3 separate regions of the Mus musculus genome follow, and regions 2 and 3 are each linked to region 1. Evidence: chromatin contacts called from public Hi-C and promoter capture Hi-C data. All regions are on one chromosome and are shown on one strand. Each heading gives the region's core, a stretch centred on a gene start, on an enhancer-like site or on the middle of the called end of the contact. The rest is flanking DNA. Distances are from core to core; before and after follow the strand shown.

The links. Promoter capture Hi-C pulls out the DNA fragments that hold promoters and counts their contacts. A called contact is a pair of places that touch in the nucleus more often than the background predicts.
Region 2: a promoter capture Hi-C map of pre-B cells shows a contact between it and region 1, with 8 times the contacts expected there. The contact joins the promoter of Tpcn2 here to the promoter of Dhcr7 in region 1. A contact is called at or near these places in 1 of 39 promoter capture datasets (pre-B cells), 1 of 484 Hi-C or Micro-C datasets (B cells), 1 of 115 datasets of contacts at active chromatin or transcription factors (astrocytes) and 1 of 9 other capture datasets (adipose tissue).
Region 3: a contact with region 1 is called in a Hi-C map of CD8 T cells, with 9 times the contacts expected there. The contact joins the promoter of LTO1 here to the promoter of Dhcr7 in region 1. A contact is called at or near these places in 2 of 39 promoter capture datasets (hippocampal neurons and pre-B cells), 8 of 484 Hi-C or Micro-C datasets (B cells, CD4 T cells, CD8 T cells and 5 more), 3 of 115 datasets of contacts at active chromatin or transcription factors (astrocytes, bone marrow-derived dendritic cells and forebrain) and 3 of 9 other capture datasets (adipose tissue, liver and pancreatic islet).

Annotation. Positions count from the first base shown.
Region 1 is chr7:143,821,874-143,824,534 of GRCm38.p6, forward strand. It overlaps Dhcr7 (7-dehydrocholesterol reductase), which reads left to right and starts at 1,294. Exons shown (of 9, transcript NM_007856.2): 1 at 1,294-1,667. Nadsyn1 (NAD synthetase 1) reads right to left here and starts at 979. Exons shown (of 21, transcript NM_030221.2): 1 at 786-979. The coding sequence starts at 870.
Region 2 is chr7:145,282,693-145,285,353 of GRCm38.p6, forward strand. Tpcn2 (two pore segment channel 2) reads right to left here and starts at 1,319. Exons shown (of 25, transcript NM_146206.5): 1 at 1,159-1,319. The coding sequence starts at 1,219.
Region 3 is chr7:144,913,769-144,916,429 of GRCm38.p6, forward strand. It overlaps LTO1 (ABCE maturation factor), which reads left to right and starts at 1,332. Exons shown (of 4, transcript NM_001357869.1): 1 at 1,332-1,561; 2 at 2,660-2,661. The coding sequence starts at 1,470. Bc1 (brain cytoplasmic RNA 1) reads left to right here and starts at 702. Exons shown (of 1, transcript NR_038088.1): 1 at 702-855.

The DNA.
Region 1 (2,661 bases), core at 44-2,543:
TTGACCCTTGCCCAAGAGTCATTTGGCCCTCACAGGGGTTGTGGCTCACAGGTTGAGAACTGCTCACTCAGACCCACAAGGTGGAAGAGGACAGCTGACTCCTGCAGGTTGTCCTCTGACCTCCACATGCACATTATGGCGTGCATATGTACATGAAATAAATAATACATTTGGGTTTTTCTTGTTGTTTTGCTTGTTTCTTGTTTTTCCTATTTAGCCTTCCTGCAGAGGCTTCCAGCACGGATAACCTGAGGTGAGCAGTCTGCAGCTGGGCACAGAGTATCCCCAGTTCTATCTTCTGGGGGCAATGATGAGCTGACCTGAATGTCAACAATACAGGTATATGGAACGCCAACACCCTTCTCTGACCTGAGACCTCTTCTGGCTTCAGTATGCCTTCTCCCAATGCCAATCCATGAGGAATGTCCTCAGGAGCCCTAGAACACGGATCTCTAGTCTTTGCAAACGCCTAGATCTCAATGAAACAGTTCCAAGAATGCGCAGCCCTGCCCCAGGTAACCTTAGAGAGACCCACCAGATCCTAGAGGATGGATGAGGGCAGTGTCTGCCTGGCTGGCAGGGCACTCCTATTTCCACTCTTGCCTTGCTTCCTCACATGTCCCCCAAATTAGGAAGTCGCCCTGAAAGCTCACCAAGCATTACCCTTCTATCTGTTCCCACGCCCAGCGCTGTGAGTCTCTCCTGGGCAAAGCTGGCCTGGACTGCCATGTCCTACCCATTGTGGACTTTGACTTCTTCCTGTCTCCCGCCACCCCAAAACTCACTCTTTAAAATCCTCTGGAAATTGCCCTCAAAGTCCAGGGCCCACTGATTGAGTGCACAGGTGGCCACGGTCACTTTCCGGCCCATGCTGGTTACAGGTTCCAGGCTGGGACGGTGTAATAACGGAGACCACAGGGAAGATACTAGCCGGACTGTCCGGTCTACGCCTGCGTAGCTTGGTTTCCTAGAGGCCCCTCCCCACGGCTCGCCATAGCCCCGCCCCTCTGCCGTCATAGCCCAGCTTCTGCACCGCCTCCAGAACTGCGCCGGCGCAGACCGTGTCTTACCCGGAAGCCCCGTCCTTTCGCCCTCCACAGCCACACCCCTTCTCACTTTCGCAGTGCGCGCCCTTCCGTGAGACCCCGCCCCCGCGGAGATCCTGCACAAAGCGCACCCTTTAAAGTAGGGCCCTAAGGAGCGCCTGCGCAGTAAGGTTGTCTCAGCGTCCCGCTGTTGCCCAAGGTCAGAGCGTCCTGGATCATTTCCTTTGCCATCTGAGCGACTTTTGATAGGTCATGAAAGGCTTGTTTTCTGCCACCAAAAGTAATGTCAGGTTTGCTTTCTGTCGCTGTGATGAACACGTGGCAAAAAGCAGCTGGGGAGGAAAAGGGCTCACTTCACCTTATAGCTCATAGTCTGTAATGAAGGGAAGTTGAGGCAGGAACTGAAGCAGAGACCAAAGAGGACTTCTGCCCACTGGCTTGCTTGAAGGCTTACTCAGCCTGTTTTTTTTTTTTTTTTGCACCACTGAGGACCACCAGCCAGGGGTAGCGCCACCCACAGTGGGCCAAGGCCGTCACATCAATCATCGGTTATGAAAATGCTCCACAGACAAGCACAGGCCAGTCTGATGGAAGGGATCTCTCAAAGTTTCCACTTCGCAGGTGTGTTCAGTTAATTTGTGTCAATTTTGTCAGTAGGAGCTCACAGAGAGCTCACAGAGGGAATGGGTGTGTCCTGCTTCTTTGGCTCACAGCAGTCTGGATTCCCTGTGCATCAACCTGAGCCCTTTCTCATTCCTGTCCCTTTTGCGTTTGGGTAACACCAATCAAAGTAGATACAACTTTTTTTTTCCATTTTTTATTAGGTATTTAGCTCATTTACATTTCCAATGCTATACCAAAAGTCCCCCATACCCACCCACCCCCAATCCCCTACCCACCCACTCCCCCTTTTTGGCCCTGGCGTTCCCCTGTACTGGGGCATATAAAGCTTGCGTGTCCAATGGGCCTCTCTTTCCAGTGATGGCCGACTAGGCCATCTTTTGATACATATGCAGCTAGAGTCAAGAGCTCCGGGGTACTGGTTAGTTCATAATGTTGTTCCGCCTATAGGGTTGCAGATCCCTTTAGCTCCTTGGCTACTTTCTCTAGCTCCTCCATTGGGAGCCCTGTGATCCATCCATTAGCTGACTGTGAGCATCCACTTCTGTGTTTGCTAGGCCCCGGCATAGTCTCACAAGAGACAGCTACATCTGGGTCCTTTCGATAAAATCTTGCTAGTGTATTGTAGTGGCTATTCCTGGTTGTCAACTTGACAATATTTGGAATGAACTACAATTCGGAATTGGAAGGCTCACCAGTGACCCTTATCTGGAGGCTTGGAGATCCTTATCTGGATCTTGGTTTGAAGATCTTGAGCCATAGTGGCTATGGATTCCAGAAGATTTAATCTCCGAGTTAAGGAACACACCTTTAATCTGGGCTATGCCTTTCATTTGGGATTAAAGGTGTGGTGGAACACACCTTTAATCTGGGCTACACCTTTTGCTGGAGACAATATAAGGACATTGGAAGAAGGGAGTCTAGCTCTTGCTCTTGCTCCTTTGCCTGCTTGCTGCGTGAGACTGAGTAACTGCTAGATCCTTGGACTTCCATT
Region 2 (2,661 bases), core at 69-2,568, 1.5 Mb after region 1:
CAGAGTTTCTCATCCAACACTGCCCAGCCTTCCCAGAGAGTGAGTCTCTTGTGTGACAATGCCCAGCATTGAGTCTTGCCTCCACAGAGAAAGCTAAACCTGTCGCTTGTCCACTCTGCAGGGACAAGGCTTAGAAGCAGCATGGCACTGCTATCATGGACATCTGTTAAGACCCACGCACTGGATGCCACAAAATCTCTCTTTGGATCCTCAAAATGTGTCCCCTACCCCACCAGTCTGTTACTACCCCTTGTATTGAAACTCCAGCTAAGTAACCCGACGAAGACCCACACTCAGCAACTGGCAGCCCCAGAAAGGTTCCAGATGCCTAACACCAAGTATGTGTCCCCTGAACCATATGCCCTGTCCCTGACGAGTGGTTTCAGCAGAGAGGGAGGAGTAGGTGGACATGTGGTCACCTCAGTGTCTAGCTTCCTCGTCTCCTATTACGGACCCTATGTCCTCACTCTTCAGTGAAAAGGCACGGGCTATGGGTAGACAGGGGCCAGTGTGCCAACCCAGTCTGCTCCCAAACAGGGAGGAAAGGAAGTTCAGAAAGGGAAGTTTGAATGACCAGGCCACCAGCACACACAGGGCAGTGACCACACCAGAAGGCAGGGCTGTGACCTTAGGTAGGTCAGAGGTGAGGAGGGCACAACTCACTCTGTCTCTCTCTCCCTCTTCCCCTCTCCCCCTCCCCTCTCTCTGCCTAGGTTTGCTCATCTGGAAAATGAGAAGAATATCCTCCTGCCTGTCAGCCAGCATCCTCTGGAGATGACTGGGAGGCTAACTCCACTCTCCCTGGGCTCAGCAATGTCCCTGACCAAGGAAGGGAAAAGGAAAGAAGGCTCCGAAGCACTTAAGAAAACAAGGAAGGAAGTCTCCCTGGCCTTAGGTTACCAGCTTCAGCCCTTAGCAGCCAAAGCAGTGCTCCAAAGTCGCTCTCAGAGGATGTTCGGCCACTCACTGCCTGGGGACCATGGGCTGGAGCACGCTTTTCTCCCTAATGAGGAAGAAGCTAGAGTGGTGCTGTAACCCCAACACTTGGAAGGCCAAATCAAGAGGATCTGGAGTTCAAGGTCAGCCTGGCTACTTGAGACCCTGTCTCAAAAAGTAAGGAAAAAAGAAAAGTAAAACTGAAAGTGACACCTCACTCACCGGAGTGGACCTGGCCACTGCCTCGGTCCCGGCCCAGAAGGGGCTGCTCTTCTGCCGCCATCCCACCAATGTAACAGGCCGGACCTGGTCCCAGCCGCGAGAGCCAGGCGTTCCGGAGGAGGAGCTCTGTGATGACTCCCAGCAACAGCCAATGAGAACGGAGAAATCCCTCTGGAAGGCGGAAGCAACAAGCCCCTCCCCCAATGGGTGGCGCTCCGCTTCTCTGCAGCACCTAGTGGCAGAAGGCAAAGAAGCTAAGGCTATCAAGGAAGTTTTTCAATCAATGCAAATGACTACTATTCCGTCCCAGCTCTAGGAATGTCAGAAGGAATCTCTTCTTGTGAGAGAGTGGGTGAGTGAGTGAGTGAGTGAGTGAGTGAGTGAGTGAGTGAGTGAGTGAGTGAGTGAGTGAATAACTGACTGAGTGAATGAATGAATAACTGACTGATTGATTGAGGGACTTACTGACTGACTGACTGACTTAGTGACTGTCTGAGTGACTGACTGAATGTGTAACTGACTGACTGAGTTTGCTTGCTTGCTTGCTTGCTTGCTTGCTTTTTATTTCCAGAGCCTTATAAGACGCCAGGCAAGCTCTCAACCCCTGCTACACCCAAAGCCCAGAAGTGTTTAAGCAAGCATTTTGTGTGACTCAAAGCCCAGAAGTGTTTAAGCAAGCATTTTGCGTGACTCTGACGCATGTGAGTACTGTGAACAAGGGAGTGACCACAGAGGTCATGCCCCACAAAAATGAATCTTGAATTTCTCCAGAAATTAAACAAACTAAAGCTTGAAACTGGGTATGTTGATGCACAGACATGGAATCCCAGTACTACAGGTAGCAGAGACCTGAGGATTGATGTCAGTCTGGGAACAGCCTACTACTAGTTAATTCCAGGAGAAGGAGAGAGAGAGAGAGAGAGAGAGAGAGAGAGAGAGAGAGAGAGAGAGAGAGAGAGAGAGAGAGAGAGAGAGAGAGAGAGAGAGCTGTAATCTGTTGCCTGGAGATCAGAAGTCCAAAGATAGGACTATCTCTTGAGGCCTCAGAAGGCTGAAATCAGAGTATGGTCACTCTACTGGGATCTTTTTAATTTTTTCTTTTATTATTATTGTTGTTGTTATGTGTGTATACGTATGTGTTCATGTGTATGTGCGTGTCTGTGTATATATACAAGTGCAGGCAGGTTCAGACATACCACATAGTACTTGAAGGTCAGAGGACAACTTTCAGGAGTCGGTTCCAGGGACTGAACTCAGGTTTTCAGATTTACATGACAAATACATTTCACCATTGAACCCTGTCTTCAGCCACATTGTGAGATATTCTTCAGAGATGGAGGAAAAAACCCACCGTGGACCCATCAAGGAGACAGGCTGAGTTAATTTTCTTGAAGCTTGGCCTGAGATCCATGCTTCCTCACTTGCTAGGCGTGCCTGGGGTGCCTGAGACGGTTCCCAGCTCCTGGGATCACTATATCCCTCCCCCCCCACCCCCATTTCACA
Region 3 (2,661 bases), core at 82-2,581, 1.1 Mb after region 1:
GCCTCCTTTTTCTTTTTGTGGTTAACTTTTTACTTGGTGTAGACTCTTCTGATGAGCAGTGTGAGCAGCGTGAGCAGAGTGTGAGGGACTCACTTTATTTTCCTGAGAAACCATACTTGCCTGTCATGGCGAGTGCTCACTGCTCTATCCTTCCTGAAGTTTGTGATTTTATTTTTATCACGGAAGTTTTACTCCTAGGAGACATTCTAGGCTGTTCTCCAGGCTTATCTCTTCTTCAGTCAACATGCCATCATGTTCATCACCAGACTCAAACTTCTCTCTTCTGTCTGACACAGTAGTTCTCATTTTCAAAAAGCATTTTGTTATAGTTAAGGATTCATTTGCACAGATGAAATTCAGTTCAAGTGGCGTGTTTACTTATTCAGCCCTCCATCAATTACAGTGTTGTATCTCTGGTCTCTTTTATACAGGAGCTGATTAACTTGTTAGCAATTGTTGCCTAAGGAACTTACTGTACTGTGGAATACTCTTTAAAACTATACTTTGGAAGGTATCTCTGATGGAAATGATGAGAAAACTAACTTCAATTTCTGCTGTTTGAAGAGTGGGTGCCTGTGAGATTGGAGCGCTTGGACAAAGTGGCTCCTCCTGCCGGCCAGCCCTTCGGAACCACCTGATACTTGACTGTGTATGAAATACTTCAGTTTTGCTTTAAATACTGGCAGCAAGTGCTAGCGTTCGGGGTTGGGGATTTAGCTCAGTGGTAGAGCGCTTGCCTAGCAAGCGCAAGGCCCTGGGTTCGGTCCTCAGCTCTGGAAAAAAAAAAAAAAAAAAAAAAAGACAAAATAACAAAAAGACCAAAAAAAAACAAGGTAACTGGCACACACAACCTTTTTCATTTTCAAAGACCCCCCCCCAAGGGCATTTTCATGTCTGGGGGCAATATTTATTATCTGCCCTTTAGGATATCGCAGTATCAAATCGTTTCCAGCCCTCAGGGAGGGTCCGGTGCAGTGTACAGATGCGGTGATTGACAGTCCGGTGACAGCAGAGGATGCCGGATACTCCTCCCTCCTTGAAGCCTGCCCCTTGGGCCCTTCCTCCATTTCCTGGGAACGCCCCTGTGCCAGATCTTTGGTAACTTTTCTCATTTCTTTAAGACCCACGTTTGTGAATTCGGTCCCATCTGTTTGGATTTTGAAAATAAAAGCAGGGTTCGTCTGGACACCGCGAGCGACCCAGACGACGTGCCCCAAGCGACCTGACCCGCCCCACCCACCACGGAGCGAGCGGTACCAAGGAGGAGGAGCAAGGCTTCCCTCGGGCTAGCCCCGCCCATGTAGCATCTACCCATGCGCAGTGGGATGGGCTTTTTTTTTTTTTTTGGCTTCTTTAGCTTGCCGTCCTTACCCGCCCTGCTCCGCGCGGCATACACGGAAGTGTCTTCTTCATTCTGACAATCCGGGCGTTTGTGATCGCGTCTCGCCAGTTGGCGATTACTACACAGAATGAAAGGAATGCGAGGGCCGGGGGAGAGCCGAGACACCGCCATGGCCGTGGAGCAGGACATATTTGACGCCGTCGTGATGGCGGATGAGAGGTGGGCAGAGAGACCCGGCTCCGCCCCGCCCCGGCAGCTGCTGGGCAGTCCTCGGGGATACCCGCCTTCGCCATCTGCGAGCTGCCACTTTTTCTTGTCCTTTAATTGCCGCACATACGGCGGTATTCATGGGTCTGCTGATGGATATGTCGGGCAGGCCCCTTTGGATCCTGAAAAGTCCCCAGGGAACGCCTGGGCGGGACGGTGGCCCAGGTCATCTTGGCCTCTCCAGGCTGGCTGCTCATTGTGGGTTGGGTACCTCCCCGGGTGACTGCTCAGGCTCGGTTTAGGGAGTCGGGTCCTGGCAGATGCCCACGCCCCCAAATGGGGAGCTGTTCACTGCCTCACATGGGGGCTTCCAGAACATTCCTTCAACAGCGCCGGCAGCAATTTATTGCCAGTTTGAGGGTTGAACTCTTAGACACAATAATACCCACCTACCCAGAGCATCCCAGTGGTGGCATACTGTCTTGATCTTGGGGACATTTTCTGTACCTCTACAGAGGTGTGAGGAGTCCTGGGTGCTTGGAGTGTTTTAGAAACAAACAGGTTGAGTTATGATGGCATGTAGGCTCAGATGCACCTACCCTCACACCTACATTTTCAAAAGTAGATTCCTAGTGTGTTCCGAGCTTGCTTGAGTTTGTATCTTTACATTTTCCTTGTGGGTTCTGGTGCTCGGCTGGGTTTGGTAGTCATCTGTGTAGCCTACCTACAGTTACAGATGATAACCTGGCTTTCTAGGGGTTGGGGCTGTAGTTCAGTTAGTAGAGTGTTTGCCACAGAATGTAGCCCATATGTATCAGGGCTCCTCTTGGAGATGGTGGCACACACCTGTAATCTCAGCATTCAAGAGCTAGAGGCAGGGCTGCTTGAATTGGAGGCCAGCCTTGGCTGCACAGTGAGATACTGCCTCAAAAATGGGACTAATGGGCACAGTAATGGGCCAGGGTGTAGAAGAGCTAGACCTAGAAGCTGTATTCTGTGACTTGAGTTTTAAGCTTTTCCTACTACCCAGACTGCTGGGTCCAGTGGGATCTGGATAATACAAGGCAGGAAGAGGTATCTTGCCTGATGATGTGTGTTTCTTTATCACAGAT